2 separate regions of the Gasterosteus aculeatus genome follow, and region 1 is linked to region 2. Evidence: chromatin contacts called from public Hi-C data. All regions are on one chromosome and are shown on one strand. Each heading gives the region's core, a stretch centred on a gene start, on an enhancer-like site or on the middle of the called end of the contact. The rest is flanking DNA. Distances are from core to core; before and after follow the strand shown.

Region 1 (5,779 bases), core at 3,206-5,705, 56 kb before region 2:
AGGCCTGAAGAATCTACATTCCTTATGATAAAAAGAATGTTCTAAATAGCAGCGGTACTTCTTGTAAGTCCTGAATACCCAACATGACTCTTTGGTTTATTCACACACTGACATTCCGATCTTTCCTTTTCAAGATTTCAGATTCCACCTAAAGTGTTATCTAAAGCGCCGTGTTCATTTCAACTCTACCTCTGGTAGAGAACGGGCAGCTCCTCCCTCAGCTCGTGATTTAATTCCTCAAAGACAGCCTGGGTTTTGTTGAACTCTTCCTCTGCCTGTTGACATGCAGCCAAAATGAGACGACTTACAGTGAAACCGTTATTTTCATCACAACACTAAATGATGACACTTTCAACACTAAAGGGGCGTTTCTTAATTCCAATGCTACCTTTGTAATCTTGGCATCATCCTTTTTCTTCGCATTCTGTAGCGCTTCCAGGTGGTGACGCGCTGAATCGTAGTCCACCAGCTTGCGACCGCGTTTAGCTACGCGTTCCTGAAACACACACACACACATTTAGAATATGCAGACTGTATATATTCAAAAGCAGACTACTGAATATGTATTTATTCTGTATAGTTGTTGAATACTTATTGAATGCATGTATACATGAGCATACCGGGCGAAGAATGCCGTTGCTGAACCGATATAGGTTAAAAGGCATCCGGTTACCTTGACTTCGGGAAACTGGCTTGTGTAGTTCTCCATGGTGCGCACAATCTGGTCGCTTAGTTTCTCTTCATAGTCGTTCCACAGCAGGTCTTCGCTCTAAAAGACAGTTGTTATGACATCAGTGCAACTGACAAGCGTTGCTAAATACTCAAAAAAAAAAAGAATGAATATGTTGTGCAACGTTTGGACACACCTTCTCATTCATTGTTGTTTTCTTTAAAACCCATATAAGATGTAGAAGAAAATAAAGACATCAAAACTATGAAGGGACTCGTAGAATTATTTGCGACAAACAAAAAAAAGGTGTTAAACCAGAATGTGTGTTGTGCAGGGTTTGTGCACAGTTCTATACAGTGAACCTATGTGACTACAGCACTAATACATATGGCAAGAACCACTCATGGCCACTGCCCATGGTGTCACTGCAGATGTGTACCACCCAACCTCTGGTTTCCCAACAGGTAAACACGGTTTTGTCGCCCTGCAGGCGTTGTTTGTACAGTTAGGCAACGTTAGCTGCGTGTTCACAGCCGCGCCTCGGCAATAGAAATGCTCCCAATCTTGTATTTAGCAGCTTCACTTGCACCGTGTATAGTTTTCTGGAATAAGGTCTACCCGAAACGCGCTGCAGCGGAGCAGCCGTTTAACTATTCAGCTGGATGAGACGTGTGTTGACGTTTGTGAAGGAAGAGTGTATTTTCATGTTAACTCAGATTGAGACTTTCTCACAGACGTACTTCTGTGATGACGGCGAGGTCCTCCACTCCGTTCCAGTCTGGTTCGTAGACGTCTCGCAGAGTCTGCGACAGACGCTTGGACGTCTCATGCACGGCTGTGGAAGGGAACCGGACATTACGGGACAAAAGAAATGCTTAAAGAGTGAATCATCTGGACTCCTGAGGAAACCTATCTTGCGTTTGTGGTCGGTGAGGTTTTTTTTAAGGTGGGGTTGCTTCACCCACACAGAGAAGGTCAGAACAACACGGGCTTTTCCTGGCTAGGAGCTCACAATACAAGAGGCAAGAGCTTTTTATTGCAGGCGAATCACGTGTGCGATGCTGCGTTGGCTGTTTTTACCGCAGGATTCTACTCGTACAAGATGGCAGCAGAATTGCAAAAGTCGACACGCGGTCCGAGAACAGAATAATTCCACTTCCCCATTATTCCAAGACTCTCCCGGGCTAAAGGGCGGCGTTCTGGTCCAGCGCTGCGTCCTACCTTTCACTGCTGCGTGGTGGGCTTTGACATCTTTGAACAACCTGCTTGCATCGACCTGTGAGGGACGCAGAGCAGAAGGCGCAAGTTGGTCAGATTTCGGCAACGCCCAGAAACAGTTGCCCCCATCCATTTGCGCTGGGTCACTTCCTCAGCCGCCTCGGCGTCTTCTGTTCACAACACGACTCAGCGTGACAAGTTCAGAGCTGCACGCAGCGCGCGATACTCGGCTGTCCAACCACATTGTGGCGTTTGAATTAAAATCAACACACGTGCAATGTGCAGTTAAAGTGAAAGCGGCGTGCGTAGACTTCCCTCCTGTTGGTCTCCCTCCAATATGTACTGCAGTTAAACTGGATGACTTCATGAATACGAGCATACACGTGTATAAAATTCATTTTAGTATCACGGCTGCTTGTGTGTACCAAGAAAGCTGGAGACAAAACAAAGTATTTATGAGAAGCAGATAAGAAAATAAGGCAGGAACATCTTGCTGCGAGTGTTTCCTGTTGTCAAGGCTGAGCAGATCGCTGAGCTCGTGAATCGGCACCTCAGCAGAAGGAACTAACAGCTCAATAGTTTTTGAAGACTCTGCAGTGCCCCGTTTAACTTGGGAATGGTGGTGCGGCATCGAAAGAGAAAAAAGAAAATGCTGTTTAACTATAAAAAAAAAAGTGAAATGAAGCCCAGCGCCATGCATGACCTTTGAGAGAAGGTCAGCGGGGTCGCCGCTCCCGGAGACCACCTGACGTTTGCGCATGTCTCACTACCTGTTGTTTGTTGAGGCTCTGGAAACACAGCTCAAACTGCTCATCCTTGGTCTCCATGGTTTTGCCCAGTTTTTGAAGAACCTGATGGAGGAAAGCAGAGTCAGCAACATTAAATAGACAACGGCTCCTTTGCACGAGATGATTATTATAGAGCGAATGATTAGAAGGGAGCTCAATGGGACTCAACAAAGGGGGGGGGGGGGGGGGGGGGGCTGCTGTATATGTGGAAAAGTCAGGCGAGAGGCTCCACGATCCAAGTGTCTCAATCTATTTTCAACTGCATTGTGGGTAATGTAGGCACCAGGTTCCAACAAGACAGAAAGAGGGCTTGGACCAGAAAGATAAGAGAAATGTCGTCTCCACTTCTGCTGCATTGATTTTGCCATTTTTCATGACAGCGTTAAAGGGGTGTGCGCCTTCTGACTCGAACACTGAGTGGGCCGACACATTGCCCCATTACAGCGCACATCAGATACATCAGTGCAAAGGTCAGCCAATTAGATGGGGGACAGAAATAAATAAGTGTTGTCAGGATGCATCGGGATGCATAGGCTGTTAGGATCAAGCTGTCCCGTGCTCCACATAAGAGTCCCGCGAACTCCTACGCACAAGGCCAACCGTTCCATTGTCTCTCACAGACAACTGTGCACGCAGCTGTTGGTGTTGAACCAGAATACCCCCGGACAGCGCGACCTTCGACTCTGAGTCTGCAACAAAAAGTCTTGTTTTATCGCATCCATTTTCCAGGATTGCCAATGAAAAATGCACTCAGACCTCAAAAACCCTGCAGACTACAGGCTGCACGCAGAGCGTAGCTGCTGTTTGGAAGGTGGAGCAGTGAAATCAAACAAGTCGACCACAAACTTGGAGGGAGAAAAAGGTTCAGCCAAGCGAGAGAGGAAGTGCAGTCAGGAAGTGGCAGCTTTTTTTGTGAAGCGGCGCACAACGCTTTTACACTCAGATGGACGGGGAAAGTCCAAACTGCTGGTTTAGAACGGATCGTTTAAAAGTAGACTGTTGGAAACAAAGCATGCGGTTCCCTCGCTAAGTGGGGTGTTTTATTCAACCTTTTTTCACCCACACCATAGCCAGCACGTCGCACAGGTTCTCACTTTCCGTTGCATGACTTTTATCACATGGGTGCGTTGCATCTCGGGGTTGAAACTGTAAGATGGGAAACCCAAACTACGTCACAACAACATGTTTCCCAAGTTGTCCCGGTTTACTCATTTGCCAGATTCATGCTAAAGCAAACAACATTTGCATAGATTGAACGCTCTCTGAATGAGCAGCTTGTCCACGTTTGTTTCAGTGCTGGAAACTGAACCCTCCCCTCAGACATGCCTCACATTCTGCTACATGGAAGACCTTCCAGGAGGCCTGATCTCGAGGAAAAGGCATCCAAGGAGTTCAACGCGGCAGCTGGATGAGGCTGGCGTGCCAGATCCAGCTGGACTGAGACTCACCTTCTCCTGGGCTCGGTTCAGAGACTTCTGGACCCGTTTGGCGAGGAATCCAGCTCCAGCCTGGAGGTTGGGTCCCGCCTTGTTCTCTGCCATCGTTAACTTTTTCCTTTAGAACGTATTTTCCTCCCCCTTTTCTCCGCTTCCTCACGAGAGACTGTCGCGCGAGCGCCTCGCGAGCGGCTTAAGTTCACCGCGGCAGGACGGAGGAGGAGCAACAACACGACTGTCGCGCGCCCTCGCGCACTCACGCACACACGCACACACACACACACACACACACACACATACACGCACACACAGGCAGGGAAGCGCTTTTAGTGCAACCCGCCGAACAGGAGGTTCACGCCCGTCGCAGAAGGAGTACCGGGAAGTCTCTGCGCGTCCGAACCCGTCGAACAAACAGGTCCGCGTGACGGTGACGTCATCCAACCACACTCACCTGTTAATTACGCGGTGAGTTTGATTGCGTCTCTGCGATGACGCGTCTCTGATTCAGCGACGGCCTTCGAGTGCGACTTAAAGGTTCCGGTTTTTTCCTTGTTGTTGGATTTCATGAATCACAAATTAATTAAAATGAAGCGATTTCTTGTCACGTCACCATGTCGGATATGGATTTATAAGGCCTTTCATCAGCCGTGTATGCTCAGCTCTTTGGCTACAATTTTCCCAGTTGGCCATTGTTGACACTTCCGTTTATTATTTAAACGATTTGTTTTGCTCCTAATGTAACATAGAAGTTACCTGTTTTATTAACCCGTAGCTCCCCATCCTCCTGACATAAATATTGTATTATTATTATTATTATTATTATATATGTGTGTGTAAAAGCCCCTCATGCTTTTGGTACAGGCAGTTTGTTGCTATAAGACAAAATAAATTATATTATATATTACATTATACACTCAAAAGCAATATACAACAGAGCCAGAGTCCCCACGGGAAACCGCTAAATGTCAAAGAAAGGGACACAGCATGACAACAAACAAAACAAAAAAAAACAACCACAAAGAGGCACAGCATTAATACTACAAGACAACAAAACGATCACAAAGAAAAACGATGGAACTACAAAAAGACACAAAATAACCTCAAAAAACACAACGTGACCACAAAGAGACACAAAACAACAACAAATGTGACTATAAAAAGAAATGAGATAAATGCACAAAACAACCATGAAGACAGACAAAAGGACTAGGGGGAGTTGCATCTCGCTTAATATTATATATGTACAGTGGAAGGAAAAAGTTTGGGCACCCCTGATCATTTTCAAGATTTTCCTTTATGTATCATTGAACAGCAATTTCAATTAAATATATCATACAGCAGACAAACACAGTGATATTTAAGAAGTGAAATGAAGTTTATAGGATTTACAGAAAGTGTGCAATAATTACTTAAACAAAAGTAGGCAGGTGCATAAACCCTCACATTGGCACAGGAAAAACTCCCCAAAAAATGAAAAATAGGGAAAATGGGGTTGAAAAGGCAAGAAACCTTAGGGAGAACGTCAGAGGAGGATCCCTCTCCCGGGATGGACAGACTACAATAGATGTCATGCGACAGAATGAACAATATAAAAGATGTACAATACATTACATTCATATAACAGAAATGATTCAAATAATTGTGAGTAGTGAGCCAGGTGTACGGCA
Region 2 (5,795 bases), core at 1,361-3,860:
GTCCGAGGGACAAGAATACGGAATATGAGCCTAATTGGTGTCTCTTTACTGTTCCGGTCAGCAGTCACCGCAGAACTGAGCCGACCACGTGACCGCGCTGACCCGTCCTCACCCAGCACTGGTTTTATACTGTCCCCAAACCTCGGCCAACCCTGCTCCCGCCCCTCCGTGGGACACACAATTGATCGGCCTTGTGTTTTCATTATGTAAGGGTAGGTTTACATAAGCACCCCCTTGGTGCTCGCTGCAGACCACAGTGCCTGCAGCGTCCCTCTGGTAGGTACAGGAGTTCAGTAATTGAGTTCACGCCACACCACCGCCGCTTGCTGCTGCTGCTGCTATTCCACGTCCGCCCGCCGGAAGTCGTCCCAACGTGCGGGCGGAGCGGCTCACGTGGACCGAGGCGTGCCTGGAGACCGCTCCTGCCCGTGCGCACGTGCACAAACACGCAATCCCCAGATTGACGAGCAGCTGCGAGATGCCCGGGTGAGGACGGAGGAGAACAACGGCGCCCACGTGGAGCAGAGCGACGCCGGGCCCGGCAGCTTTATTCACCCCCTCTGAGCTCAGGCTCACATTTTTTTAAATGGATCGGGGTCGGTTCAAAGTGCTCGTCCCTCTAATTAACCCGCCGTGGCGCCGGGTGTGGTTGACACCGCGCCCGGGACACGTGGGTTCATCGACGCCGCTGCCGACCTTCGTGTTATGTAATCATTATTCCCAACATCGATGAAACGGTTGTTGTTGGGCCGAGGGAATAAATATTTATCAGCTTTTCATTCATTAAATGATTTGAATCATTAAACTGAATCATCATCCCGAGCCTCATATCTCGACTTGCACAGAGGTGCAGAGCAACCAACGACATTAACTGAATTACTGTGCTTCAGTACAGTTCGGAGGTACTTGTACTCAATATTAATACTTTCTGTTCTCACCTACTTTATACATTACTGCTGTTATTACTTCTACTGAAACAGCTCTACGGACAACATTCATTCAGCTGGAGAATTTTGAAATAAAAACGTGTGAGTATACAACATTCCAGTGAGGAAACCATCTGCAAGGTCACATTCTGGAGCTCGTGAAAGAAAAAACGGGCCGTTGCTGTTTTTAGATTTGTCATCCTCACCAGCACCAACTGAAAAAACCACAGTCGTGTCCAACACGTAGGATTTCCATTATGTCCCCGAGCGATGACATTTGTAGCGTCGTGAGCAAAGGTGAGAAGTTATGAAATGCCATTTTATTCATTTATTATCTGCGCATTTTGTTGATTCCTCTTCAACTGTAAGGAAACACATTTGGAGATGTTCCTCCAAAAAGAGCTCGCGTCTCCTGAACTGCCACTACGTTAGCCAATGCTTACGACTGATGCTGTAGCAGCCAGCAATACGCTTTACCACAGTGTTGTAGTGTGATGAGAGGGAGAGCCATGGGGGGGGGGGGGGGGGGGGTCTGCACTCACTTGGCCAGCTTGGTCTCGATCTGCTGGCGGATCTCCTGCCGCTCCTGGTCGCTGCGCACGGGGAAGATGTTGCGGTCCTCCAGCTCTTGCTTGCTGGGTCGGTTCCGGAGCTTCACGGCCAGCAGCTCCTTCCTCATCCTGCGCGGGAGGGACCCTGTGGGGCGGAGCAGCGCGGGATTAGGGACAGCGCCGCCAACCGCGAATGGATATTCAAAATTCACTTTTCACAAATTTGTTCCAGGTGAGTAGAAAATTCTAATTAACTGATAATTCAGTAATTTAGTTAAATAATCTTTTTAAAGCGCAGGCCGCTGTGCTCCGCCGACCCCCACCAAGCGGAATGAGGCCAGCGGATAGTAAGTCGACCACGGCGGATAGTAACAATAAAAGGGGGCCGTCTACGGTCAGCTGACCCACCGGAGATGACCGAGTCGTTCCAGCTGTCCTGGTCGTTCAGGTACTCGTCCAGGCGCCAGTTCTCTTTGTTCTCGTCCGACTGCTTCCTGCCCTCCGACTCCCCGGCCGGCTCCCTCTCTGTGCTGGACGTGCGGGACAGACGGCCGTCCATGCGCCGCTTCAGGGAGGAGCGCGCCTCCTTCGCCTGGAAACTAACCGCACACACGGCAAAGGCAAGCCGAGTCGATTACAACTTCCATCAGGGTGGTCTCGTTTTATTCGTGTAAATAGAAAAGTGTCATCTACGGCAGATGGATAGTATCGTCTCTGGGAAGAGAAGCGAACGGCGCGCGGGGAAGTCTGACCTGTCCTGCCGGTGTTTGGTGGCCAGGGCGCGGTGCAGCTCCTCGATGATGCAGCTCGGGGGCAGCTGTGAGTGCAGCGCCCCGAGGTGCGGGGACCCGGTGGGTGTGAGGATCCGGCCCCTCAACAGGGAGCCGTGGGGGTCTTTGGGAAGAGTGAAGTTCCGTGGTAAGGTGGCCGGGGACTTCTTGACTGGAACCGAAGGCGTACCTGGGAGAGGAAAGAAAAACACTGCTGCAAAAACCAGGGGGGAGGGGCTTTGCATCGAGGGGAGTGGAGGGGGGGGGGGGCGGGGGGGTCGGCCCGTGTTTGACTCACAGTCAAGGCTTCCCAGTCTGGTGAGCGGTTTGACCGCCACTTTGGGCGGAGGGGAAGTGACGACCCGACTGGGCGGGGGGGCCGGCACCGCCGCCGCCGCCGCCGCCTCCCGCTTCCCTTCAGCAGGCTCCGCCTTCGCGGCGGGCCGCTCGTCGCTGCGGTCGCTCAGCGAGGTGCTCTCGTCCTCTCCGTCCTCACTCTGGTTCGGATCTCCCGCCGTCTTTGAGTCCTCCGTCACATCTTGCACTGAAAGGAGACACAGCAGCAACGGTGATGCTGGGCTTGTTCGGTCTCTGCCTCCCCCTGGTGGACGGGGAGGGACATGTGACGCGGCGGCACCAGTTTAGCGCTCGGCAATTCATCTTAAATCACTAGCAGGAGGCTAAAGAAAGAAGAGTCTTCTTTTGATGCACAACAGTCAAAACTTAAGACATTCATTTAAAACCTCCAAGGGTTTACTCTTGGATTTCCTGAAAATGGGGCAAACCCTGACAAGAACAATATGTCCAAGATAAAAGACAAAAATGATGTTTATTTCGCAAGGCAATATTTGCCTTCAGTGTAAAAGCACAAAGAAACAGGAAAGCCCCCCTGCTGTCTAAAGGCCTTTAGACATAAAAACCCATCGAGTGTCACGTCTCCTGTTCTCTACCTGTCGAGGCCTCCAGATCGCTGCCCAGGTCTTCGCTGGTGCTGGCCAGCGGGGCCACGGGCTCCTCGTCTCGGTCCTCGGCGTCGGACTGAGTCGGCGTGTCTGCGTCCTCGCCGTTGCCCCCGCAAGCCACATCCGAGTCTGTGCACAGAGGAAGAGGGCGGGAGTGAGCCGGCACAGCGTGGCATCATGTGGCCGCCCGGAGTCACATATGTGTGTGTGTGTGTGTGTGTGTGTGTGTGTCTCCTTCTGCACCTGTCTCCGTCTCCCCAGGGCTCCTCCTGACGAGGTCACCTCTCTTCTGCCGCGCAGCTGCCTTCTTCTCCCCGGCTAAACAACACAAGCGCTAATTAACGGAACGGACACAACGCACGCACAAACAAAATAACAAGTATCCCACGTGCGCCTCCGCCGCTCACCGCTGGGGGGCTTCAGCTTCTCGTTTTTCTTTTTCCTCCACTTCCAAGGCTTGAAGATGCGTCCCAGGCTGGCCAGCTTGCTGTTGCGGCGGACGGGAGGCGTCCGGACTCCCGACACCAGGCAGCCCGAGTGCAGCGCCCTCTGCTGGTCCATCACATCTACCACGCAGAAAAGGAAGGACGGCCGTGAGTCACTCTGGAGCCGCGGCCTAATGTCTAACCGGCAGCGGGGAGGAGACAGAGGATCGCATTGTTTGTGAGCGACTCACGTGGTTTCAGGGCAGCCAAACACCCCCAAACACCCCCCCCAAAAACACTCACAATACGTGGCTTTTAAAAAAATAAAAAAAAGAGAGACATGCAGGGAACAAATACAACAAGCTCCAGCTTCTTTTAAGGTCGACGCAGCGGCATGCTGGGTGGCGCTCGGCTGCGTCCACTCGCCCCGTCTGTTTACGCGCGCTTTGCTTTTTGACGTAGTGGCCAGAATATATTCCAGTGTTTTCAAATGTGGGGGAGGGGGCGTTGCACAGAGGCCTTTGAGGCCTCCCGAAAGATGGAGACAGGCAATCAATGGCTATTCCTCTTAGCGCCTACTTGGACTCCTCCAAGCACTCTCAAAGTCTGCGGTCTGAGCCGTAGAGGAGGGATCGCCGGGACAGACAGAAACACAGAGTCTGGCTCTGACACCTCAGGGAGCTTACAGCCGAGCCGCGGGCCGCAAACACTCTCCTGCGTCTAAATCCACAACATCTGCTCATTGACATCCCTCCTGGAAACAAATCACACACACGCGCTGATCCCCGCAAACCCTCAGGTACGCAGCGAGCCGCTCCGCAGGTGAGGGACGTGATCAGGCGGTGGGATTCCCGTTTGTGGGGGGCAGGCCAAACGCCGAGGAAAATGAGGAAAGTGAATATTAAGAATAAGGGGAAAGCGGTTCTGCAGCGTGCTGCAGGGAGCGGCCGGGGGGGGGGCTTCGTTTGTGTGGAGTAGGTGCGACGTCCTCGCGGACACACGCCGGTCAAACAGGTCATCGGTGGGCTCACGTCAAGAAAGGTCCAGGGCGGGGGAGGGGCTGCGGCCGCAACTAACAGATATTTTCTATATATTATTCAACCTGCCATGTATTTTTTTCAAATGGTCAACCAATAAAAATAACCGCAGTAAAATCCTGAAGCCTAAAGTGAAGCTTTTTTTTGTCAATGTCAATCTAAAACACAAAGGAATCAAATTTAATTGCACACAAAGAAAAGCAGAAGATCCTCCCACTGGAGTAAGAACACATCTTTCGGGCGGAACTTATTCTTGAACTCTGCTGTTCACGGAAACCATGAAACTAGAAGCTGCAGCTCTTTTTCACCAATCATCCGCCTCACTGCATTTGCCGACGCAATAGAAACGACCAATAGTCTGATGCAATTTAAGACCAATCACTGCTGGTCCAGGACCAGCCGCTTACTGACGCATTGGCCCTCAGAGCCACTAGACCTTAAACAATGTGAAGAAGGAGAGGAGGAGAAAAGGAAGCCGGTCAGTTGCCCCAGGTCGCGTGGACGCCCGCCTCTGATGACGAATCCAGGTCAAGCTTGTAGTAGCTGCAGCAGCGCAGCCAGGGTCAGGCTGCCGTTGCCACGGTTACCATGCTGGATGCTGCAATGGGGAGGGGGATGGGGGGGGGGGGGGGGGGGAGGCCCCGCAGAGGCAGAGAATCACCATGGCATGAGGAATAGGTAGTTGCTGGGTGGATGGGGAAAAGGTTGCCACACACACACACACACAAACAAACAGATGGAGGAGCCGCAGCCAATCACGACCCGGAATGCAGCGATGCATAATGTAAATCAGGGAGCCACTGGATTTTATTTTTTATTTTAATTTTGCAAGTTGCGCTGAAATTTTTAATCAGTGTTTTTTCTTTTGGGTGCGCCTTTGGTTGCAAACGCCGGGAGAAGAATCCCCTTTAGAGCAGGAGAGAGCAGAATGCTTAAGTTAAATAGTATAACGTGGCCGACAGACACATTAGTAAGCCCCACTGAGGAAGAACAGAGCCACTGGGAATGCCCCAGCATCCCCAGCATCCCCAGCACGCACATCGCGTACCACTTTCTGTCGTGAGTTTAACGCTCCCGGGGAAATAAAATACTTTTTATCCCTGTGGAGACAAGTCGCATTGTAA

Evidence for each region. Hi-C and Micro-C count contacts between places; a contact is called where the count stands out from the background.
Region 1: a Hi-C map of skeletal muscle shows a contact between it and region 2, with 6 times the contacts expected there. The contact joins the promoter of bin2b here to the enhancer-like site in region 2. A contact is called at or near these places in 3 of 6 Hi-C or Micro-C datasets (skeletal muscle and tail fin).

The regions. Positions count from the first base shown.
Region 1 is chr17:18,007,104-18,012,882 of fGasAcu3.hap1.1, reverse strand. bin2b (bridging integrator 2b) reads right to left here and starts at 4,455. Exons shown (of 12, transcript XM_040204494.2): 1 at 4,125-4,455; 2 at 2,659-2,739; 3 at 1,892-1,946; 4 at 1,411-1,505; 5 at 674-769; 6 at 389-496; 7 at 190-275. The coding sequence starts at 4,217. txnrd3 (thioredoxin reductase 3) reads left to right here and starts at 4,448. Exons shown (of 16, transcript XM_078091660.1): 1 at 4,448-4,577.
Region 2 is chr17:17,949,721-17,955,515 of fGasAcu3.hap1.1, reverse strand. phactr3b (phosphatase and actin regulator 3b) reads right to left here. Exons shown (of 13, transcript XM_040204500.2): 2 at 3,617-3,775; 3 at 3,453-3,527; 4 at 3,198-3,338; 5 at 2,546-2,791; 6 at 2,230-2,437; 7 at 1,886-2,076; 8 at 1,469-1,622. Among protein-coding and RNA genes, the nearest start is that of phactr3b, 14 kb to the right of the region's middle. Within about 2 kb of position 2,610, at least 1 of the 9 cell types and tissues checked has open chromatin away from gene starts, as enhancers often do.